Linked DNA regions of Mus musculus: region 1 is linked to region 2. The links are chromatin contacts, called in public Hi-C maps. All regions are on one chromosome and are shown on one strand. The core of a region is the stretch at or near the end of the contact, and the rest is flanking DNA. Distances in the headings are between cores, read along the strand shown.

What was found. A called contact is a pair of places that touch in the nucleus more often than the background predicts.
Region 1: a contact with region 2 is called in a Hi-C map of uterus, with 3 times the contacts expected there. The contact joins two enhancer-like sites. A contact is called at or near these places in 1 of 484 Hi-C or Micro-C datasets (uterus) and 1 of 115 datasets of contacts at active chromatin or transcription factors (embryonic stem cells).

The regions. Positions count from the first base shown.
Region 1 is chr16:73,644,228-73,650,896 of GRCm38.p6, reverse strand. No RefSeq gene overlaps it. Among named protein-coding and RNA genes, the nearest start is that of Gm41472, 170 kb to the right of the region's middle. Within about 2 kb of position 3,341, at least 54 of the 459 cell types and tissues checked have an H3K27ac peak or open chromatin away from gene starts, as enhancers often do. A contact at or near this core is called in uterus, where this site is marked.
Region 2 is chr16:73,014,487-73,020,678 of GRCm38.p6, reverse strand. All of the region lies in intron 24 of Robo1 (roundabout guidance receptor 1), which reads right to left. Among named protein-coding and RNA genes, the nearest start is that of 4930500H12Rik, 55 kb to the left of the region's middle. Within about 2 kb of position 3,713, at least 13 of the 459 cell types and tissues checked have an H3K27ac peak or open chromatin away from gene starts, as enhancers often do. A contact at or near this core is called in uterus, where this site is marked.

The sequences.
Region 1 (6,669 bases), core at 2,092-4,591, 630 kb before region 2:
ACATACATATACACATATTTCTATATGCATATACACATATAAATAAATAATAGAAACTCAGTAGATTATAAATTGTATTTAACTACAATGTCTACGTACCTCAACTACCTACAGCCCATCTTGGCAACAGCAAAGTATCCACTTATTAATATATATGTCTACATTTTGCACCTTGATTTTCTGTTGTCTCTTTGTTGTCTTCGTATCTTATCTCCTTCTGAGAGACATGCTACATTCACCTCATTTAGAGCTCTTTGTAATTTACAGACACTCTGCACACCAGAGTCTTCCCCTCACATCTCCCAGCTCTTGTGCAATAGGTACTTCTATCTGTAATCGCTAATGCAGACATCTAAGAAATTGCTTCGCTGTCATTTCCCAGTTCTCAGTTTTAAATCTTCAGTTCGAAAAACTAAACTGTGTAATTTCCTCCTGTAATAAAATCCTGCCCTACTGGCTCTGCTAACTGCACAGGATTAAAACTACCAATATTTCAGGGACACTGGATCAAATTTGGTCCTGTCTATTCATGATATCCACTCTAAATTTTTTTTTGATATTTTATCTATTTACATTCCAAATGCTATCCCCTTTCCCAGTTTTCCCTCTGAAAACCCTGATCCTATCCCCCTCCCCTCTGCTTCTATGAGGGTGCTCCCCCACCCACTACTCCCTACTCCCGGGCCTGGCATTCCCCTACACTGGGGCATCGAGCCTTCACAGCACCAAGGACCTCTCCTCCCATAGATACCCGACAAGACCATCCTCTGCTACACATCAGGCTGGAGACATGGGACCATCCATTTGTACTCTTTGGTTGGTGGTTTAGTCCCTGGGAGGGAGGGGAAGGGAGGGGGTCTGTTTGGTTGATATTGTTGTTCTTCCTATGGGTTTGCAATCTTCAGTTCCTTCAGTCCTTCTCCTAACTCTTCCACTGAGTTCCCTGTGCTCAGTTAGAAGGTTGGCTACAAGCAAGTTTCTAAAACTCTACATAAATTGGTCTAAATTTAAATTTAGTTCTCAACCCTTCCTCTTCTTCTGTTTTTTTGTATTTGTTTTTTCCCTTAACGCACATGGCACCTTTGTTATACAGATTTTACTGCCCAAAGCCATGAAGCAATTGCTTCTTTAATAGGGTAGACTTCTTCCTTTTGCTTACTCTCCCCCTTTGCCTGCATCTACAAATACTGCCTTATAGGCAAAGGCAAGTCTCAGTCTATCAAGGAACCATTCCTACACTGTTCTCAGCTTCTCTTTTCCTAGCTCCATGTATTGTTCCCCATCTGTAGGATTTGCCCAGGGTGTGGTGATGCTATTGCACTCATTTTCTCAACTAAATTGTCAAATTTCTGCTGCCAGGTACATTATTAAATAAAAATATTTATTGACAGATGGGCAGTAGTCTTATACTCTAACTGCATAATTTTTAGCGCCTGAAATATTATATATTCAGAGTGTTGCCTGGGTGCCAGATGCTATCTTAAATACATTTAATCCTCCCAAACACACTTGGCAGTCGTTGTTATTAAATCCATTTAATAAATGAGAACTGAAGTTCAGAGAGGTTAAATCTCCAAGGTCATATTGCTAATCAAAACCAGATATGTTTGATTGCAAAGCCCTATAATCCTTCCATTATACCTGGAAAATTCTAAACACTTGTGAAATGATTGTTTTGAACGAGAAGACTTTCAGTTGATTTAATATGATGGCAGGCATTTTTATATAAATTCTCTACGGACTTTGGATTTTTCTTTAAATAATTGTGTTTGTTAGGCCATTGTTTTTGTTAGTATTAAATTTTATGATTTTTTTCATCCCTCCATTAAATGCCACAGGAACATTTGAAGTTCATCATAATTCAAGAATTATTATTGATGTTATTGCTGTTATATGGTAATGAAACCATAACATCAGATGCCTGATACTGAGAAACTGTCAAAGTGCACGAGAGAAATTGCATATCATAATGACAGGCATCAGTAGATTAAAACCGAAACATCTGAAAAATCTGCTGTTGTTGGTTGACTGTTGTAAATAAATTGTGAGTTCTTTAGAAACACATCCTTTTAAAGGCAAATATTGCAATGTTTACCTCATAGAGAATGTTACGTATTATATGTTATAATACATGCGTTATAAAAGTAACAAAATTGAATTAAGCCTCAAAATGTTAAGATTCTCTAGATATACTCAGTGAAAATCAGATATATTCTTTTTTTTTTCTGGTGAAAAAATATCTGAAAATTTTACAGTACAAAAAAAGGAATAAAAAAAGCTTTGTAAATGATCAATTAATCTATAAGCACATCGGTCAAAGAAATAGGTTTTGTTTTGTTTTGGTTTTATTGAACTAAAAAAAGCCTCCTGTCTCAGCCTCTTGGGTGCTGGAATCAGAAGCGTGTTTTGTTTCAGGTGGCACAATTTGCAGTACTTATTTAACACTAATTAGAAACACCATTGAGGAAAGCCTATGACATCAAGCCATGAAGACTAGAAATATTTTTTTTTTCATGCAATTTTTAAAGAGAATGCCCTTGAATCAGACTGCAGCAATACATCAGAATGGTATTTAACTCCACCCTGCTGACTGGAAATTGATGTTTCTCTTGGTTATATTTGGTTGAGTAGCTCGCAAGTTTGGTGTCTGAATACAGTAGCCTCGGAGGGTTTTAAAATCAGTATTTCTTGTTTCTTTTTTTCCTTTCACTGTTTTTTCTCCAAATATCACTAAATCAGCTTGAAGTGTTAGGCCCTAGTTACGAATCTGAAGAAGCTTGCTTGAAAGATGTTCATTGTGTTTGGATGCATCCTAGACCTGAGAGACAACAGGGCAGGGTTGGTCGGTCTGGGTACCAAGGCACCTCATAAAACTGCCCATTGTGTTTTGTTTCTAAAACACAAGGAGGGCATCGTTTTGGATGCTGGGGAGGGCTTCTTTTCCCCTTTCTTTAAAAGGAAGAGAAAGCCCTAAGTTGTAAGAAAGAAAACCAACCTCACTGACTAGGGAAATTAGAGGCAAACAAATCCTTTCTCTATAACAATATGGAAAGAAGAAACATGACAGAGTTAACAAAAAGACCCATCTTTCTGTCAGCAGTCTTACTCTCATTCCGCTGAGATCCATTAGCAGCTGCGAAGTGTGAAAATTAGGAGCGAAAGCACAGACGATATTTTAAGGCTGCGAATGCAGTCAGCTTTCACAATCCCTTATCACATCGCCACTTTCCCCCACCAAACATGTGATCAGCACTTTTTTTTTTTTCTCCCTTAATGATTGCTCAACAGATTCAAATATTGCCCCAGAAGTCTACAAAGGGAACTGACCTGGCACAAAGTGATAGCATCCGGGGCCTGTTTCCCAGGAGAATCAGCCAAGGGGACAGGGAAGGGAGCAGATGTTTTTGATCAACAGCCACGTTTTAGTTCGCTACCGTTACTCCCTTCCTAACCACATGCTCTAGGCCGTAATCATGCACTCCCTTCTTTTGCTTTCATAAACACAGCAGCATGTCATACTTCAAAGCCCGTCTTGTTGACACAGCTTGCTTCAGCTGTTCACATAGCAAATTGCTCACCGAAACCAAAGTCACATCAGCTCTTTGCCGAGTGCCTGAAAGAGGCTGTAGACTCTCTATGACGATTGCATTCCGGTGTGTCACGGCGCTGGGAGTCTATACACCTGGCACGGATTCCTTTGCACATTTTAGGTCCTTGCGATGTATGAGGTGTTTCCGCTGCTGCATGAGCTAAAGCGAAGTCTCCCCGCCATTTCACTAAAGCTTCAGAGCAGCCCATCAAATCCTTTTTCATATGTGATACAAATATAAACAGCAGAGACACCAGAGATTGTAATGTAGGGTGTGAAACAAGGCCATACTTACTGCTGGCATCGTTTTGCCTGAGCTGACTGCTTTCCATCTATATTCATTTCCACCTCAAAGCCTACACAGCCGATGAACCACAGTTTTGAGTGGCTATACCCCCAATCCAGATCAGGTAGATTCAAGGCAACAGTGCATGGCGGTCAAAAGACTGCCACAGTGTCACACATCTTTGATTCCACCCAGCTAAGCTCCAATCCTGTAGTCTAAACAAATTTCCTTTAAGACTTAGTCCCTTTATCTATAGTGACAGATCTAAAGTATCCCAAGACCCACTTAAGTTTTTAAACCCCATTTTCTCTACGTTAATGCTTGGCAATCAAAGCTAAAATCAGCACAATTGCAATCTTAATGTCTTTCTAAACGATGACAAATACCTTTAAAGACAATCCAGGTGGCTAATTTTCTCTGGTCTTCTAAAGAAAGAATTTTCTCATGAAAAAAAAAATGGCCAATTTCCCACAATCTGCTCACTTCCTCTTTCTCTTCCACTTGGATTAATGAAGCTCAGGACACGATAATATGCATTTCCTGTTTCTTATTTTGCTTGGTCTGCCCAGTCTGCTTTTCCCTACTCAACTGTTTTACATCACAGTCAGAATGAAATTTAAAGCAAAATTGTATCATTCTATTCACATATTTTTGGTATAAATCTTCCAGGCCACCTGAACATAAATACTTTGCCCTAGCTGTCAAGGTCTTCATGGTTTTCAAATCAGTGGTTTTATTATGTAATGCTGAGGCTCTAATCCAGTGCCTTACTGTACTAGGCAAGTGTTCTACCAGTGAACTATGTCCCCAACCTATGTTCTTCATATTTCTATAATTAAAATATATTCCTCATAGCTGGGTTAGATTTCTCAAGGGCATTTTTGTGTTTCTACTTAGGTAACTCCTCACAACCCCATCTCTTTCTTGTGTAATGGGAATTCTGCGCTTCTTACTCTAATCTTCTTGATTCCAAGCATCCTTCCCAACCCAGTTCACACCTCATAAGGCTACTTTCTTTGGGCTTCTCCAAGTGCTCTCAGCCTAATCCCAGATGTATGGATAGTTCCCAGATACTGCACACCAGCAAAAGTGAGTGTGACTTCCTCCCATGAAAGGAACAGAAGGAGAGTAACGGAGTTGGAAATCCTAGCAGTATACAAAAAAAGGGATAAACTAGAAGATGTAATTTAGAACTAATCCAGAGTCAGAGAGTCACATGTTACTGTGACAGAAGATGACCTCAGAAAATGTATGCTGTCAGCAGACTGGAAAGCATGGAATACCAGCAAGGAGAAAGAGGCTAAGAGCTACTCCTAAGTGTCCAATCAGAAGAGGCTTTCTGCTACCTCCTAAAAGCTCTTCAGAATTTGTCGCCTGCTTGATTGCTTAAGAAATTTCAGCTAATGCTAAATCCTGGCAAGGATGTCGCAAAAGGGAGTCTAGAGGCAGTGCTGGTTGAGGCGTCCATTAGTTCTGCAAGTATGGAGATGCGTCTTGTGCTTCCATAAAAGCTAAAATTAGAACTAGAATATTACCCTCTTTCAAGAATAAATGCTTAAGACTAATGTGGTCTCATGGCCACACCAAAGCCTGTCTGTCCATGATTTTACCACACTATTCACTGTAACCAAGACTCAATGACATCAACATACATATTCATCAACACATAAGAGGCTAAACAAATGTGATTTACATTGATAGACAATAGATAATTGGATGATAGATAGATGGTAGGCCGAAATATGATAGGTAAGAGATTTAGGAAAAAAAATGTGTTCTGAAAGGTGTGGATCTTAAATCCATTTATAATTGCATAAAACAATGTTTATATGTCCATAACATGAGAGCAGAAAGGAAGACTATCAGAAGGAAGGGTACTAATGAAGGGAAAAATGGGGTGACAGAAAAAAGGAAGAGTGTGGGAGAAAGAATATAGCAAAACGTACATCATACTTGGAAACAAAAAGGCTTTACGAAAGGAAACACTTAAGCAATGATTATACACCAATAAAGCAAATGTGTGTGTGTGAGAGAGAAATCGATGTATGTGCACACGTATGTGCTGGTACAACTGCTGAATACACGTCTGTGGAATCTGGACATTGACATTGGAATCCTGAATATAAAAAGATACATGAGAGTATTGATTTAAGAAGTACTATTTCCGGGGCCTCTCTTGCTTCAAGCAACAGGAAGAAGAGGAGGTTGAGGAGAGGAGGAGGAGGAAGAGGAGCAGCAGCACCACCACCACCATCATCACCACTACCACAATGAACACCACCACCCTGGTTTGTAGCTGCCAGGCCCAGCAAGCCCACAGAAGGGATGAGTCACATTGGTCCTTCCCCTGGGATACAGACAGCAGGACATAGGTCTTCTTGAATGCTGATGGTTGCTGTAGGTCTAAGGCTTAGTCTTACAATAATATATATATGTATATATATTATGTTTTGCCTGCCAAGGCTAATGACTCCATGATAATCCGAAACTACATGAAAGTGAAAACTTGTCTGGTGTTCCTCAGCAAAATGATAATGCTGTGACCTTCAGGACAGCCCTTAAGGGTATGGGAAGGAACTCTGAAAACATGAGTTCAAGGGCTTCATGGACCTGAAAGAACAGAGGCAGCTGCGTAATGAGTCAGCTTAGTCAGAAAGATATTACAGACGGAGATAAAGAGATTTAGAGATGATCTCAGGGCAAGAGCTCTCGCAACTAAGTGTATTGTTGTGCTTACAGTTGAATAAGGAATAGATTGGACTTTTAATCTGCAGTGAACTACAATCTAGAAATG
Region 2 (6,192 bases), core at 2,464-4,963:
CTAGCCCACATGTGAGCAATATTTTCACCATCCAGGACATTTTTGCTAAATATTAACTCTAGCAAGGCAACATCACCCAATGTTTTGAAATAACAGATGTGAACAAAGTTTAAACACATTATTCTTAATGTAGCTGAAAAAAATGGAGATTTCCCACTATATGAATCAGCTACTTTACTTAGTTTTAGGTATAAATGGAATATCTTAGTAATTCACTGGAGAAATTAAACTATTTATAATTAAAGGTACGCACCATCCTGCATGTGTGCATGTCTGCGTGAGCGCATGTGCACATATTTACGGAGGCCAGATGACAATCTTGGGCATTGTCCCTTCGGCTTCATCTACCTCTATTTTTGAGAGTCTCTTACTAGTCTGCAGTTCATCTGAAAAGGCTATACTGGTTGGCCAGGAATCAGCTTTCGTCTGCTTCTACAGACTACAATTACAGGTTCTCGACCTTCCTTTTAATACAGTTTCTCATGTTATGATGAACCCCAACCATAAAACTATTTTTGTGTCTGATTCGAAACTGTAATTTTGCCCAAGAATTTCATAAATTCATTGTTTTTAATAGCTGAGTAGTACTCCATTGTGTAAATGTACCACATTTTCTGTATCCACTATTCTGTTGAGGGACATCTGGGTTCTTTCCAGCTTCTGGCTATTATAAATAAAGCTGCTATGAACATAGTGGAGCATGTGTCCTTATTATCTGTTGGAATATCTTCTGGGTAGTTAAGAAATTCTTGGGCAAATGGATGTATCAGGAGGGTATCATCCTGAGTGAGGTAACGCAATCCAAAAGAAGTCACTTGATATGCACTCACTGATAAGTGGATATTAGCCCAGAAACTTAGAATACCCAAGATAAAATTTGAAAAACACAACAAAATCAAGAAGAAGGAAGACCAAAGCATGGGTACTTCATTCCTCCTTACAATAGGGAACAAAATACCCTTGGAAGGAGTTACAGAGACAAAGTTTGGAGCTAAGACGAAAGGATGGACCATCTAGAGACTACCCCACCTGGGGATCCATTCCATACCAGCCACCAAACGCAGACATTACTGCACATGCCAGCAAGATTTTGCTGAAAGGACCCTAATATAGCTGTCTCATGTGAGGCTATGCCAGTGTCTGGCAAATACAGAAGTGGATGCTCACAGTCATGTATTGGATGGAACACAGGATCCCCAATGGAGGAGCTAGAGAAAGTACCCAAGGAGTTGAAGGGGTTTGCAACCCTATAGGTGGAACAACAATATGAACTAACCAGTACCCCCAGAGCTCCTGTCTCTAGCTGCATTTGTAGCAGAAGATGGCCTAGTCGGCCATCATTGGGAAGAGAGGCCCCTTGGTCTTGCAAACTTTATACGCCCCAGTACAGGGGAAACACCAGGGCCAAGAAGTGGGAGTGGGTGGGTAGGGGAGCAGGGCAGGGGGGAGGGTATAGGGGACTTTTGGAATAGCATTTGAAATGTAAATGAAGAAAATACCTAATAAAAAAATGAAAAAAAAAAGAAAAACTGTAATTTTGCTACTGTTACGAATCATAATGTAAATATCTGGATTTTAAGATGGTCTTAGGTGGCCCCTGTGAAAGGGTTAGTCAGAACTCCAAAGTGGTCTTGACCCACAGGTTGAGAACCACTGCTCTACAGGCCTAAGATAACAAAAAGAAGCCACCTTGCATAGCTTATGTTTACATAGATTCTGCAGAGAAAAGTCAGGTCCTCATGTTTTCAAGATAAGAATTTTACCAAGTAAACTATCTCCGCAGCCCAACAATGTGAGACTTTACATTCTTACTAAATATCATGATGTTATAATTGACTTCAAAGCTCTTCTTAAATATATTTCATAGTATTTATTTGTGCCCCTAATCAATAGATATAAAGCCAATTAATATATATATTTTCACATTTACTATACCTATTATGATAAATATGCTAGATATTTAAATCAATGAGAACATTATCAGTAAAAAAATTAGGAGGAACACTTTACATTTTAGACATAATGCTTTTAAATCATAGATAACAAATATAAGTTAAGTATGTATCTATTTTAGACGGTATTTTTCAATGTGTCTTAATAATCCCCCTACTCCAAATGATGTTCTAAAATGAAAGTTGGTTATTCTCTCATCATGAAAAGGATTTTAATCTTTAATCTTTTGGATAGGTCATACAAGTTCTTTAAACAATACAATATTGCAGAGTGTTTTAGTTAGGGTTTTACTGCTGTGAACAGAAACCATGACCAAGGCAAGTCTTATAAAAAACATTTAATTGGGGCTGGCTTACAGGTTCAGAGGTTCAGTCCATTATCATCAAGGTGGGATCATGGCAGCATCTAGACAGGCACGGGACAGGCAGAGCTGAGAGTTCTACATCTTCATCTGAAGGCTGCTAGTAGAAGACTGACTTCCAGGCAGCTAGGATGAGGGTCTTAAGCTCCCCCCACGCCCCACCCAGTGACACATCTACTCCAACAAGGCCACACCTAATAGTGCCAGTCCCTGGACCAAGCATCTACAAACCATCACACAGAGGTTAAGATATGCCCCAGTTCTGAATGTGGTTCTTGCTTGGTCTGAACACTATCTTGCCCTGACTTGAAGCCAGTTACCATCTAAAAAGTACCAATTTCCTGAGGCTCTATGCTATGTGAAGCCTGGTGTGTGGGAGAAGGGTGTAGTGTGTGGGATGCAGAGAATAGGTGGAAGACAGAGGAGCCACCAAGGCCTGGACCATCATGGATGTGAGTTAAGAACCAAGTCACTTGATAGTAGAGCTTTCTGCCCCAACAGCTGAACTGTGATGGAGTAGTCACACGAATGTTTTTAGAATCCCTGACTTGTGAACATTGTAAAATAGTTTCATCAGGTGACCAAATTTTACAAGGGTATTTTTAGATAGCAATATAATTATGAACTTTAGCATTATATTATGAATTGTGGTGGATAAAATAGACATTATAGTTCAAACAAGCTTGGAAGACACAGCCAATCACATGCTCTAAAGAGGCCCCAGGACAGAGGGCATATGGAACTCAAGAGTGTCTAAATCCATACTGAAATAGCACGGAAAGAGGATCAGACAGACATTCTTGAATCTAAAGGACACATGGGTATTAGGTCAAAAAAGGGGGACTCGGGGTTCTAGGAGGATGGTTTACAACCTGCAAAGATCTTGGCGTGAGCAAGAACAGAGATCATGCCTGAAGTGAAAGAAACTTCTTGATGACAGCAAAGGCACTGACAATGGGTTGAAGGATGAAGTTACTGAAGGACAGGTCACAGGATGTTCTGACTGCATCTCCTGGGGAATTTTGCTTCTATTTCTAGGAAGAAGGGAAGCCACCAAAGGTCTTTAAGCAGTCTGAACTTCATTAACATGCCTTGGCAGAGTCAGTAGCAGCTGATCAAGAAGCAATTACAGCAAGGGAGCATTTAGTGGAACATGACTCCAACATAGTCAAGGGAGAATTGCTGGTTAAAGAAAGTACATTAAAACTGGTGTCTTGTGTATGACTTGTGTATAACATGCCAGAGCGATATTGAGGTAGTAAAAACTTTGAGGAAAGCAAGCACTTGGATGGGTCTACTTGGATATAAAATGAGAACTGCAGAGAAATAACCACCCCCTATGAGTGCTACAACAATGGAGGGGCGTGGTGATGGGAAACAGAACACATCTGTTTGACAGACGCAGATCTGAACAGGCAGGGGGAGGAGAAGAGGCTGCACTCAAGATTTAACTCCAGATGAGACTCCAGCATTGTTCGTTCACTCCCTGAAAAGGCAGACACCACGCAAACACCAACACTAGGGGACAGGCTAAGTAAATCCGTACGGTATTTAGCACAAGTATCTGTGTTAAAGATGACCAGGGTAGAAATCCCCCTGCAGTGGATGCAGCAGCTTGTACACTAACACTAAAAGATGGAGCTTTTGAAGCAACGGGAAGATGTGCAGAGATAATGGCTTATGGGGTTCTTCTCTGTGTACCTATCTTTTATTTTTGAGATTATAAAATAATAACACCATTTTTTCTTCCCTTTCCTTCCTCAAAACACCCCCTCCCGACAGAACCTCTGACCATGATTATCTGAGTACATAGATTATTGGCACTTTTATATTTTCTACATTGCCAGAAAGTGGATCTTGATTTTTGAAAACATTCTATAATAAACATAAAACACATGTTTGTTCCAAAAAAAGCAATAAGAGGTCTTAACTTTTTTTTTACAGTCTGTTTTCTTTGACTCTGTGCATGTCTAGGAAGTCACGTCCATATCCCTTCATGGACCGAGCATAATAGCTCACAAGTCATTGAGTTGTGAGGCCCGGGAGTTCTCAGGGAGTGTTTGATTCAAATAGAGGGACAGATACAGATGCCAAAGCAAGTGGCCACAGGATCAGTGGGAGAGCTGAGGTGTGAACAGACTGCTGCTCCCTCCCTCATCTAAAGCTCTCAGAACAGGCAGAAAGAATGCAGGAGCCAGAAGAGCAGACAGTCTGTTGTGAGACTCTGTTTCCTAGGAATGCCAGAAGCTACATCCATGCTGCACCAACATGACTGCAGCTGAAGGAGGAGGACACCAACACACATTCTAGCATGAATCTGGAAAGCGGAAGAGGCCTCAAGCCTACGAGAAGAAACACAGGGTGCCAAGGCATGCTGAGAACAGGGGAGACAGTCTTCCTCGGAGGAGAGCAATGCGACCATTTATCCAGTTCCAAATGGTCAACCCTGAAAACATACATACAAGTAACATTCTATAGATTAAGCAGGGTTTATGTATGTATTCAGGAATATGTATTTTTGTAACAACAATTAATAGGAAAAGAGGGCATGAATTTGCCAGAGAGCAAGGAGAGGTATATGGGAGGATTCCAACGGAAGAAGGGGAGGAGAAATGATGTAATTATAATCTCAAACAAGTAAGGGAAAACATAATTAAAGGACAAAAAAGTTGCTTGGTATCCCCCCAGGCAGCAGAGGACAGTTTGGCAATGGAGTAGCCAGAGCTATAAGAGTAAGAAACAATGTCTTCCGTGTTGTAAACTATCAGGACCTGTGCTGTGACCCAAAGGTAAATCCAGGGAATTTCAAACAGATGAGAGTAGAACAGAGGGTGTGCTCAGGGAACAAGGAAAAGGTAGGCAAAAGGAGGAGACCTAAGGGCCTCAAACGCTGTGCTAGGCTGGAATGACTGACTCAATGGGAGAAACATCTAGAAAGATAAGGAGGGGGGAGGAGGATGGAGGGGGACGAAAGAGACAGATGAGAGAGCACTTTTTAAGGGTGCCAGGGGATTTTTAAATTTTTGGTTTGTTCCTCTTGCTTTTGTTTGGAATTGGGCTGGAGACTTGTACAGGCAGGTGTAGAAATGGAAGCCACAAAAACAATGTCAAGAGCCACTTTGGAGTTAGATTAAAGGAAACCGGTTGTTAAAATTAAGGGGCAATAGGAAAACAATAGAAGATAAATCAGAGGATAATTGACATAAAAAGGACAGACGAGTTTGTTTTAATGTTGCATATGTCCTTATATATTACATTTTTTCATACACTGGCTGAAATAATACAGTTGATAATTCTACATAAAATAGCCATGGAGCTCAAGAAACACAGGAAGATATTGTAACACTCAGGAAGAGATGATGGCTAAATAAATTTGACAGGTCTCAGAATATTCCTAGTGGATGATTCAATTAATAGGGTGAGCAGACCATTTGCTGAAAACGGCCTGTCCCAGACACTTAATATACATTGTTTATTTTATTCTCAGCACAGCCCATAATATGCTATCCCAGCAGGAAGAGGGGCATGAAGCTCCAGAGGCAGGCGAATGCAGCAACCTAGTACAAGCCCGGATGCAGGGGGCCACGGTGTGAATGGGAACCCGGAAGTGGGGAGTTAAACCATCACATTAAACAGCAGGGCAGAGGGTGGGGCTGGGGTGGGGCTGGGGTAGGCCATGACCTAGCAGGCAGGACACCTCAGAATGAGAAGAGAGGGTTAAAGGGAGAAAGCTTTCAAAGCAAGAAGTTCGGGATTGGCAGAGGACCGGGATGTAAGAACATGGCAGAGAAAACCTCACTCACTTTTATTTCACAGGAACGTGGAAAAGATTACGTAGGCAAGACATAGGATAGGCTAGCTGGAGTTGGGTGTGGCAG